2 separate regions of the Mus musculus genome follow, and region 2 is linked to region 1. Evidence: chromatin contacts called from public Hi-C data. All regions are on one chromosome and are shown on one strand. The core of a region is the stretch at or near the end of the contact, and the rest is flanking DNA. Distances in the headings are between cores, read along the strand shown.

What was found. A called contact is a pair of places that touch in the nucleus more often than the background predicts.
Region 2: a Hi-C map of bone marrow-derived macrophages shows a contact between it and region 1, with 60 read pairs. The contact joins two enhancer-like sites. A contact is called at or near these places in 8 of 484 Hi-C or Micro-C datasets (the AML12 cell line, Th2 cells, bone marrow-derived macrophages and 4 more) and 4 of 115 datasets of contacts at active chromatin or transcription factors (the HPC-7 cell line, embryonic stem cells, microglia and 1 more).

The regions. Positions count from the first base shown.
Region 1 is chr13:49,270,588-49,273,287 of GRCm38.p6, reverse strand. The region is part of intron 14 of Fgd3 (FYVE, RhoGEF and PH domain containing 3); the gene reads left to right. Among named protein-coding and RNA genes, the nearest start is that of E030007A22Rik, 14 kb to the right of the region's middle. Within about 2 kb of position 1,282, at least 123 of the 459 cell types and tissues checked have an H3K27ac peak or open chromatin away from gene starts, as enhancers often do. A contact at or near this core is called in bone marrow-derived macrophages, where this site is marked.
Region 2 is chr13:49,363,623-49,366,322 of GRCm38.p6, reverse strand. All of the region lies in intron 1 of Bicd2 (BICD cargo adaptor 2), which reads right to left. Among named protein-coding and RNA genes, the nearest start is that of Bicd2, 23 kb to the right of the region's middle. Within about 2 kb of position 1,447, at least 34 of the 459 cell types and tissues checked have an H3K27ac peak or open chromatin away from gene starts, as enhancers often do. A contact at or near this core is called in bone marrow-derived macrophages, where this site is marked.

The DNA of each region.
Region 1 (2,700 bases), core at 33-2,532:
TGTGTGTGTGTGTGTGTGTGTGTGCGTGTGCGTGCGTGCGTGTGTGTGTGTGTGTGCGTGTGCGTGTGTGCGTGTGCGTGTGTGTTCTCAGGGCCAGGCAGCTGGGTTCATGTGCCTGTCTGCTAGAGACTGATCATGGCAACTTGGGAGGATGTCTTTATTTAAATTTGGGGAGGTCTAATAGTCTGAGGCACATACCCGTGCTTGCTCTGGATCGAGTACCCGCAACTGAGCTACATCATCACTTTGGGGCTTGACATCTACAAGCACCCGTGGCAACAGTAGTTGGGACAACTCTGACTCATAGCTTCACTTATAGCCCAGAATGACAATACTGCCTGGCATCTTGCTGGGTCCTGGATGAACTAATGAATTAGGGAGAGTGACAGGTGCCACCCAGGGAAGGTGTCTCTAACCCATCCCGGACATGGGCTCTTCTCCCCAGGTCCATTGACACTAACCTGGGACACAGTGCTGTGTTCTCTCCTGCCCACCTGCCCCACCTCCAGTGTGCCTCATCTTTCCTGCCCCTCTTTTTCTCTTTGTCTCCCATCCTGTCTCTATGTCTCTTTTCCACACTGTCTCTGTCTCCCATGACCCTTCTCTGCTTCTGTCTCTTTCCTCTGTCTCTGTCTTTCAGTTGTTCATGCAGAGCCCAGATCTCCTTGCATTGGAGACAGGAAAGAGTGGGACTCAGAACAGCTGGTGACTCAGCCCTGCAGCTCTGAGAATATGGCTTTGTTAGGGTATGACTGTTGGATTTTCGTTCCCATAAAGAGGAACCCAGATCCACTGATGAGGTGCCTTGAAGCAAGCGAGGGACAGGCTGTGGGTGGGGCCACCTGAGATAGAGAACAGAGGAGGGCTGGTGTGACATTGGTCCCAGTGCACAGGCATTATGGGGCCAAGGCCTGTTAGGGTGGACCTGAATATATTGCTGTTCCCCTTCCTTGTGACCACAGCTTCCCCAAGTCCCTCAATAGTGTGAGTTCAGGCTGGCCACGTGTTAGCCAACCTTGAGAATGCTTGTGAGGCTTGAGGGAGGGCCAAAACATTTCAGGGGTATGATGGCAAAAGAAGAAGGGGACCCTCGAAGTAAAAGGGGACTGGACAAGAGGAGACAGACCCTAATTGGAATGTTGCTGCTGTCTGGCCCCTGCAGAGCAGACAGGCACCCTAAGGATGAACTCTGTTGAAACTGGAAGGCAGGAAGTCTGAGCGTGGTGCAGGCAGCCAAGAGGGAAATAAACATCTTGCCACCCCAGTGGCTTCCTGCACTAGTCTGCTTGTGCCTGCTTCCTGCCACCTACTGGCCTCCCCTGGCTCCACCAGACCTGGACCTCTGGACCCACTGTCAGCTCTGCCTACAGAAGTCCAGGAAGTCCCATGGCTTGACCCAGGGTCCCTCAGAAATACCTCCCAATCACACACCACATAACCTAGTGTCAACCTTCTGAGTTGCCTATGTAGATGTATGCAGTCGGCCTTAGCCAGACCCAGGCAATCCTGATTGTCTCTTTCCTGATGCATATGGGTTGTGGCTGCCCCACAGTTGAGCTTCCCGAGGAATGAATGTCACCTGGTCAAGTCAGACTGAATACACATTCTGAAACACTCCCAAGCCAGCCCCACATCTTTCAGCCAGGGAGGGTATCCATGACCATTTATTTCACTCATAATGCCTTGGACTCTGTTCCTGAACTGTCCAGGCCCTGGGATGGACCTATGGAGGCATTGCTTGTAACCAGTTGATGGCTAGGGCATCCAGGCCCAGGAAAGATAGTTCTTTGTTCATGGAATCCCTGAAACTGAACCCACAGGTCCTGGTGAGGGAAGCCACATGCTCCTGGAGTTGCAAGCAGTCAGGGATTCGGGGTAGAGATAGGGACTGTTTAAAGCATCAGTGGTACCCAGAACTACCCCCAAGAGCATTAGCGATGGTGCCTATGAGTGAGATGTCTCACAGCTGGGGATGAGCGTCAGCACCAAGATTAGGAGGATGAAACTGGAGGGAAGTGGAGTTTGCTTTGGATTGAAGCCAGTGATGCGTACCCTAGCCTCACTGTCGTCTGGGAGAGAGATGGGGAAGCTCTATGGTAACCTAATGCAGGCTGCTCTTGCTGGCTTCCCATCTCCTTTGATTGGGAAGAGACAGCTGGGAGCCCCAGAGTCAAGGCCTCCAACCACACTCAGGGCCTGCCTTGATCAGGATATGGTCACTAGACCTGCTGGGTACCATGGACATACTTGATGCCTGGTCTTGCCCCTCTTCCTTTTTCCTGCATCTGCTCCAGGAAGCAGCCTCTTGAAGGTTGACAACATTCACCCCACAGCTGCCCAGTGTCCAGTTCTGGTGTCCCTCTTCCTTTTCCCTTACCAGACCAAGCTGGGGCCAGCCCTTCCTCTAGCAAACAGATCCACAACAACCGATATTCCAGCAGAGTGTGGCCGTGCGCTTCCTTGTTGGCTTTTCCCCTGAGCAGAGCTAAGCCGAGCTAAGATTTCAGTGACGGTTCAGAGTCATCTGCAGACCCGCACTGAGCGTCATGACAGGGCACACCACAGAGGAAACCTACACACTGCTCAAAAACAAGGTTTCATTCTTAATCAGACATGTTTGGCCTTGGGTGACAGACTTCTCAGCATGTCTGGAGAGGGAACAAAACCCTTCAGTGTACCGGGTTTGTGTCCTGTGTCTAG
Region 2 (2,700 bases), core at 198-2,697, 93 kb before region 1:
ACACAGAGGTAGACACACACACACACACACACACACACATACACACATAGAGGCAGGCAGACAGACAGACAGACACACACACACACACACACACAGAACCTTAAAGCTGAGCACGGTAGCCAACGAGGAACACATGTAATCCCGGATACTCAGGAGGCTGAAGCAGGACTTGAGAAGAGCCAGGACAATGGAGAAGATCTCATCTTGGCAGGAAAACAACCACAGGGGGCTGGGTGGTTACAGCGCTGGCCATGTAAGAATAAGGCTACAGTTTTAAATCCCCAAAGCTGCATACAGACTAGGTGTGATAGTGTATGTACCTGTAATCCCAGCTCTCCATTGTTTTAAAATACAGGGCCTGAGAAATTGCTCTACAGGCAAAAGCATTTGCCATTCAAGCCTATTAACCTGAATTCAGCCCTCAGATACCATATAAATAAGGTTGCAACGAGAATCAATTCTACAAAGTTGTCCTCTAATATGCTGTAACATGTGCACATGCACACACACGGATGATAAATTTTTTATAAAAAAACTAAATATGGTAATTCATATAATGAAGTACTATACCCAACAAAAAAGAAGGAACACATACTTACATGAAAACTTATACTGAACACCCCAATGCATGAAGCTCACTGAAGTTGTCTAAGGCAACTGCATGGATGTTCCTGAAGTGCTACACCCCTCACCTGCAAAGTGTGAACCTATAAGACACAGCCCATCCCTGTGGCCACCAAGCCCAGCTTACAGGCTCTGTGTGAGGCTGGGGGTCAGAGAGGTGTAGATACCTGTTGGGGCACACTTCTTCTGATCTTTTCAGACGCCACTGCATACAATCCTATACAACCTTTCAACTCCATCTTAAATCCTGCAATACCCAGGATCATCTTCCTGTTCTATGGGTTGTAGGCTCCCTTCTGTCCTCCCTTGAAAAAATGCTCTCTGGAAAGGTGTTCCTGACCTGCAGGTTGGTGGGGGACAGCTGTGGTTGTGTTTGTAGATTTCCCTGGCTCATCCCTCGGGCCTCCCAGGTGGCACCACAGAAGATGGGAGCCTTTGCCACCCTAGTATCAAGAACCAGCCCCTGAACAGCAGATATAGCCTCTAACCTGCCCCTTCTACAAGCTGCTTCAAGGAAAGAAGAGGACAAAGAAGCAGCCTAGCTCTCCTCCAGTCTTGACCACAGAATGGTAGATGCTGTGTTTTGAGGAGGAGCAATGCTCTGGTGATGTACTCAACACAGGCTCCTGACCTACCTCCTGCCTACTGCTCTCAAGTTGCCCAGGTTCAGCAAGACCCAACAGGGCCAGAAAAGCTGGAGCATGAGGTCATGGCCAGCCAGGCGCCTACAAGAGGAACACGGCCCATGTTTGCTTCTGGCCAACACATAGCCCCCTGGGATGCTGGCTTCAAGGTCAGCCACACCCATGTAGCTATGGTGCAATCCTCTGTGCCTACAAGGAACCAGGCCAATCATGACTTCAGCAGCTGGATCATCCTTAGCTAAGATGGGAGAAGAGAAGCTCTGGGTAGGAAGAGAAATCATAGCAGCCCTAAGGGGCAAATTTCAAAACCAAGCATGGTGTGCCTCAGGTGCTCAGCATGAGCAATGGTATGGGGGGCTAATAGTTAGGGGTGAGGAAGACAAAAAGCCCAGTCAGGAAGGGCAGCTGAAACTATATCCCTGGAAGGAGGCTGGGGCAGGTGAGGCAGCAAGGGACAGTCTTGTGTCTATGACAAGGGCTTAATGCCTGCTATCCACAGAATCTACCAGATGACTGAAGCCATAAAACAGGAATGCCCTAAGCATTAGACCATTTCATGGTGCCATGGGGTAGGGTTGGGGGTGGGGTTGCACAAGCACCTACTTTGCACACAAAAACTGAGGCAAGACAGAGCTTAGTGCTTTACCACAGGTGCTTGGTCTGGTTGCATTGTAGGATGGTATAACACTGAGGGAGGGCTGATGGGACAGGGCTTTGGGGTCACATCTAAAACATGTGTCTATCCTGAAAGCCAGACAGCATAGCAAGAGAGAACAGACCCTGGGTACATGTGGGAGCACACAAACCCACCTGTGCTCACTACTACCATCTCAGGAAGGACAAAGAACATCATTTGCTGCTCAGTTGATCTACCTCTGAAATATGCTACAACACTGCAAACTGGGGACCATGTTGGGCACAGATGAGTGTCCCTCAGCTTCCTCACCTATAACCTGGGTTAGTAATGCCTCCAGCCTGAGGTCATACCTGAGTTAAGAATACCTTTTAGTCTAAGCTTGCTGCTGAGAGGATTTAGAATCGAGAGTTCCCTCATCAGAGATGAAGCAGCCTCTCTGTCCCTTGAGCCCCACTCAGTCCTCAATAACAGAAGCCTTCAAACACAAATTCAGGGAATCATTCTGCCTTTCCTGGTCGCCCAAATGGAAACATAATGTCTGACTCAAGACAAAGAACTCATGCCCGGACCACTGCCTGCACACTGAGTGCTCCCCAGCCACTGCCTGCATGCTGGGTGCTCCCCAGACCACTGTCGGCACTCAGAGTGCTCCCTGGACCACTGTCTGCATGCTGAGTGCTCCCGGGCTCCCAATCCCAAGGATACAGAATGAGGGCAGCACAGTGCAGGCCAGGAGTCAGACCAGCCCATGACAGTTGCTCAGGTTCTCAACACAGAGAACAGAAGCTGAGAATC